Regions from separate parts of the Gasterosteus aculeatus genome. Here region 2 is linked to region 1. Evidence: chromatin contacts called from public Hi-C data. All regions are on one chromosome and are shown on one strand. Each heading gives the region's core, a stretch centred on a gene start, on an enhancer-like site or on the middle of the called end of the contact. The rest is flanking DNA. Distances are from core to core; before and after follow the strand shown.

What was found. A called contact is a pair of places that touch in the nucleus more often than the background predicts.
Region 2: a Hi-C map of tail fin shows a contact between it and region 1, with 1.8 times the contacts expected there. The contact joins the enhancer-like site here to the promoter of nags in region 1. A contact is called at or near these places in 3 of 6 Hi-C or Micro-C datasets (skeletal muscle, tail fin and whole body).

Annotation. Positions count from the first base shown.
Region 1 is chr11:3,772,253-3,775,340 of fGasAcu3.hap1.1, reverse strand. nags (N-acetylglutamate synthase) reads left to right here and starts at 1,689. Exons shown (of 8, transcript XM_040191856.2): 1 at 1,689-2,973. The coding sequence starts at 2,611.
Region 2 is chr11:3,822,981-3,825,835 of fGasAcu3.hap1.1, reverse strand. The region is part of intron 2 of LOC120828320 (homeobox protein Dlx4a); the gene reads right to left. LOC144384608 (a long non-coding RNA gene) reads left to right here. Exons shown (of 4, transcript XR_013451414.1): 2 at 2,320-2,379. Among protein-coding and RNA genes, the nearest start is that of LOC120828320, 6.7 kb to the right of the region's middle. Within about 2 kb of position 1,590, at least 5 of the 9 cell types and tissues checked have open chromatin away from gene starts, as enhancers often do.

The sequences.
Region 1 (3,088 bases), core at 440-2,939:
TTGCACAGGTTGCACAATCATTATAGGCCGGCAGGTTTGTAAAAAATGACTAAAACAATTGTCGAGATGGCTAGCGAGATGAATTACTGTACAATAAATGTCTCATCTCCTAATGAAAGATTGATCTTTTAGCTCACCTCACTTTATGAGGACTGGGAGCTGTTTTTACGGAGCATTCACTGAGCCGTATTATCATGTTGACGGTCAATCTGCTGCATGTTCAGTCGACTGGCGGATGATGCCGATTGGAGGAGGATGTAGAAACCAACTGAGACACACTGTCTGTCCTTGGTGTCCACTGCCCTCTACTGTATAAATAAGTGAACAAGTCTAAGAGGGGAAGACTGTAGCAGCGAATAGTACATTTATAAAGACGTCTTTCTGTTGGCTACTGAACCAGCCTAATGTGAGTTTCAACTAATTATCTTTAGTAATGCTGTAAACTGTTTTAAGCTGCTTCTGTGTGTTTCTTTGGAGCTTGTTGTCATTACTTGTGTCATTTTATTTAAAACTGAGTGTAGTACAGGATGTGCATTGAGCCGTACTGCGTCTGGCATTAAGGAACAAATAACATTTCACTGATGATCGTCGTAATCCTGCAGAAGCCACGAATAGTCATATTAAAGTTCTAGTAATAAAAAACCCGAGGCTGCCACCTGAAAATGAGGCACAACTACTTCAATTGTGTAGTAGTATTTTCAGAGTAATCCGCAGAGTTCCTTCACAAGAACCTGAAGATGACTTTGAGTCGAAATGTGGTCGGAGGGGGAATGTTCTCCCTCTTTGATCTTACACCCCCTAATTACTTCCTGAAGATTATACAGTACGTGCACCTCCGCACTGCCCTTACTGAGTGTGTGTGTGTGTGTGTGTGTGTGGGGGGGAGGGGGGGGGGTGATGTGTTTGCATGCTTGCCCGAGGGCAGCCGAGGCAGATGCCTGATGACAGACTGAGATAGGGGGACAAAACATGAAGACAAAAAACACCATGTCTTCAAACAGAGACAACTTATAAATAAGTTTGGCAGTCATGCATTAAGTGCACAAAGCGTGTAAACTGACCAAAAGAGTCAGACTAGAGAAAAATAAACCAATAGAAGTGTTGTTGAAGTCGCCGAGCTGGTCGACGGGAGGCTTTTTGTGGGGCAGTAAAAGTAGCAGAGACACTAGCGGAGGTCAATGAGCGATCGGCCTGGAGGATGAGCACTGCGTTGACTCTGCCGTCGAATTGAGATGATATTACATCCGTTACTGGGATGGGGTCCAGCTGGGAAGAGGCCGACTTCAAGGTTGGAGTGCTGGGAGAGATTAATTTTTTACTCACTATCTTCACAACGATGTATTTTGAACTGCCAGACGGAGGATGTTCAAATTAGCACCGGAGCACTGAAGAGACTTTAAATGTCTTCCAGAGCAACGCAGCGTTTCCTGATATGACGCCACACAGCAGGACGTCACCTGCTTGTGCCTTTTGAAACTGGGGTTACGGTGAGTTTAGGTTCAGGGTCAGATTATGGTTTCGGGTTCAAGTGACCATATCGTAAGTGCACCTTGGTTTACAGCTTATTCAATGTAGGTAACTCTCCTTGGTTTTCTTTATAGTTCACACTTCCAACATGGTTACACATGCAAAAAATAATAATATATATATATATATATATATATATATATGCTGGGAAGTTGTTTCAACTAAAAATAAAAATACCCGCTGAGTTACAGATGTCTCTTTCCCAGAGTTCCCTCTGGGAAAAAGTATTTTTGGCCCTGATATTATCATGTGACCAGAGGTTGCAATTTCATGGTTTGTCTACATTGCAGAATTTGCTTCAAAGCTTGCTGGATGCTTGGTATTGTTGGTCTTCATGTTCCCCTTTTGTTTCAAATCAGTCATCCATTATAAATGTTCCTCTTTGTGTTCAGTTTGTCAGGTTCATTTTGTCCATGTCGGGTTAGAGTGGTGTAGCCTGACTTACGTTCTATTTGACTTTTCTTATTGGCCTGGAATTTTATTACATGTTTTCTTTTAATTTGGTGGATTGTCTAAAACCTAAATAACTTTGACCCTAGATTCTCATCCTGCTTGTAGTTATCTCACTAACATAAATGGTATAGGGCTTTTTTAAAATCAAAATCCAACTAATACTTATATTAATCCAGACTGTTTCCCCAAATGTATTTCAGTATGTAATTTGTACTTGAAATAAATCATAGCATGAAAATAAATCAAACAAATAAACACTTTCAGTTGTATAAAAGCTCTTGGATTGTAAACCTGGTCGCTGTACTACACCTACTGTCCTCCAGAGGGCGACAAAAGCCACACAGCTTTGACACAAACCATCACAAAACAGACAACACATTAACACGCTAAAGGATATACAAACATAAACATTAGTTAATGATCGCCCGTGTTACAGAATAAAAAAACATTAACATCCAGACATTCAGCATTCTGCCCAATAGCCTACAGTACTACCCCCCCCCTTGCCCCCTCTGACCCCCCTTAATATCCCCGTCAAATGAAACGTGAGAACCGCCAACTCAGCAGCGTGTGTGAAACTTCCTCCCCGCCGACCAGGAGCTGCCAGCACCCGGCTGCTGAACCAGCAACATGGCCAAAGTGACCGGCGGCGCCTCCGGTTGTCGAGCCATGGTAAAGGCGGGAAGGTACCTGTCCACCCCGTCTGTGACCCGGTGCCCCGGCGGTCAGCGGCGGCGGGAGAAGTTCGGTCCGCAGCCGCGGACCATGAGCGCTGTCGCCGCCGGGACGGGAGGAAACGGCGTGGCTTTGGCCCAGCACGAGCGGCCGGGAAGTCTCTCCGACCGACACGCGCCGACCAACGGGAATCTCATTTACCGGGACGTGAAGGCGTTCCTCAACGAAGTCGGCGGGAACCCCCGGGAGGCCCGGTACTGGCTGACCCAGTTCCAGAGGGCGACTTCGGCTCAGTCTACTGCCTTTGCCGTACTGGAGGTATGGCGGGTAAACTTTTATTCAGTGAGAAAGATGTAGTCACTTTGCTACGTACCGACCGTTTGTCACATGGAGGCGAGTTTTATAACGTGATTAGGCCCTTATGAATTAGTTG
Region 2 (2,855 bases), core at 341-2,840, 51 kb before region 1:
GGTGTTATATGAGGAGGAAAAAATATGGGTTTGCCAAAATGTTTTAATGTCTAAAACATAGATAAGAACCGTCTAATTATGTGAAAGAGGGAATAATAAACAAGTTAAAACATACACGTGTGACCAGTCAATATATTGCTGACACTACAAAAAAATATTGTAGTTTAATTTAAAAGTAAATTACAATGTTTTTATTTCAAATCTAATTTGAACGTATTTATACGATATTTCCACGTATCTTTATGAATGACAAAACGTAACGATAATTCATATTGTCTAACAATCTTTGTTAGACAATCTGGCAAATGTCGGCGTAGTTATTAAAAACAAAAACAAATATCTCTTGGTGGATGAACTGTGTGACCTGACGATGCACGGATTGTACTGCGGAGCAACTCGCTCTCAAGATGTGCCACGTTATTGTGATCCGACACCGATCTCGTTTTCTCCGCCAAACCGAACAACGTCAAATGCCCCTCTCCCCCCCCCCCCCGTATGTCTCCGTACCACAGCGCCCCTGTTGTCACAACCCTACCCAGGGATTAGATGGCATTTCAGTGAATGGGTACGTCTGTCCGGCTTCCATGGAAAACGCAAGGAAACCAACAAGTCTGCAGGGTGGTTCCAATGAGAGGCGACAACCCAAGTGTGTCACTGTTCTAATTACTGACAACCGATACGGCAAAAATAAAACCAATTAAGATTACACATGATGGTGCCTCACCAGCACCACCGCACCTGCTGCAGACGACACTGCAGTCAAGGAACGTAGGTTCTAAGGAAACAAATGAAACGGTTATTTAAAACCCTCCTCTGCTCTACGTATTGCCCCGATGCGTGCAGACACACACGCAGGCACGTGTGCACACACACAGATAAGCACACTCCCACCAGCAGACACCGACCGCTCAGTTGCGTTGTTGACACAACTGGATGGTTCTCAAGTTTCCTGGAGTCTTGCAAATTCAGCATTAAATTACGCAAATACACCTCTCGGGCAACTTGTCAGTTTAAGAGGACACATGAATCATAAATAATTACACACAGTCAGCAAATGATACTTTGGTGTCAAACTGGTTTTTTTCAAATGGAGAAAAAAAAGAAAACGAACGCCCAAAAGGCTTTTACCTTGCGGCCGGCGACAAAGGACGGACGAAGAAGAGATTTAACACTTGGTTACACATTAGTTTTATGGGATTTTTTAAAGGTATTTATGAAGCTATTTTAAGTGGTCCATGAGGTAAATTGTATTCTAATATAATAAGTATCATTTCAGCCAAGTGATAATGAAGCAAAACGTGTTCCATTCCAGTTATTATTTAGCGTGGATGGTGGCAAATTTGTCAAATCAAAGCACCACTCCATAAAGAAGCGATGCCACATAATGCTTGTTATTAAGAAAATAACTTTCAACTCCTCCAATTGCTATATTTTGTCAATTGCACTTAAAAAAATGATGAATCCATTGTCCTCGTAGTTGTTACAGCCATGGCCTGAAACCAACGGTGATTTCCCTATATACAACCCTCCACGGGCACAGTGCCATGCTCCAGTGCCATGCTCCAGTGTCATGCTCCAGTGTCATGCTCCAGTGTTATGCTCCAGTGCCATGCTCCAGTGTCATGCTCCAGTGTCATGCTCCAGTGCCTGCGGGGCGCTAATGAAACCCTTTAGTGGGCGCTACGAGCCGGGAGTCAATCAACAGCACGCTAATGCTAATGCAGCCTCAGTGACAGGCCTTCTGCCCTAACTATTGGTGTCATATTCCAGCAGCAGCACGGCTGCCGGCGGCTTCCCTGCCAGCGCAGCCAATGACACCGGCATTAGCGGAGCAGGGTGGCAACAGAGGCATGCCAGGTGCGTGAGTGTGTGCATGAAATCTTGAATACTGGGCGAAGAATGCTTGCTGTGATTGTTAGAAGTAGGAGTCCATATGGAGGGCAGTTTAAGCTGTACGGGCAGTGTGTGTGTGTGTGTGTGTGTGTGTGCGCGCTAAAGAGAGATGGATGGAGATAGGGAGCGTTTCAAGAAAAGCAGTTGGAGCCGTGCTACGTGCCATTTCTCAGCAGCGTCTGGGAGCATTAGAGACTCAGACGGAAAGCGGTTGGCGGCCGGCCTAATGGCACCGAGGCAGGGTCGAGATGTGGCGCGTGATCACTATCGGCTAGAGTGTGTGTGTAACTTTCCATTTTGTGTACGTGTATAAAAATGTACACAACATATGCCTGAGGAACTGCACGTTTGTGTGTGTGTGTGAGAGCATGTGCCCAGCAGGCTACTCCAGCTGACAAGCTGCTCTGTGTCTCTGTCTATATCCAGGGTCACCGCCAGAGGACAGGGACAAGCCCGTGGAGCCCACCGCAGCGTTGGATGGTCAAGGTAGTATTTTTTTTTCTCCCTCTTATTTACAATGAGCTCTTATGCACTTTTATTCTGGGCTCAGCGCTAAATAAACATAAATGGAGTGTAGAGATTATAACTGTTCTTAATATAAACCGATTCACTTGTGGTGTGCGACAAGATTTTTTTTTTTTTTTTAACTATTATTAGATTCAAAGTCAGACTGTCTGAATTCCAACGCGTGTAGTGCCACTGTGGTTGCTCTGGTGACCAGTAAAGAGTCGAAATTGCAGAATCACATGACACTCGCTGGCCATCAGACCTCTATGGGAAAAAGCCTCTTGGGCCCGATGTTGGAAATTGCCATTACACTGACAGCTCCCATCTTCAAACACTGCCTTCATCTTCTTCATCCGGACTGCTTGTGACTTAGAATCTGTCCACAGACAGACAGACTTATAAAAACCTGGATAAGTAGTCCGAACCACTTTTGTGGTAGTTCCTGCTGTAGGTGT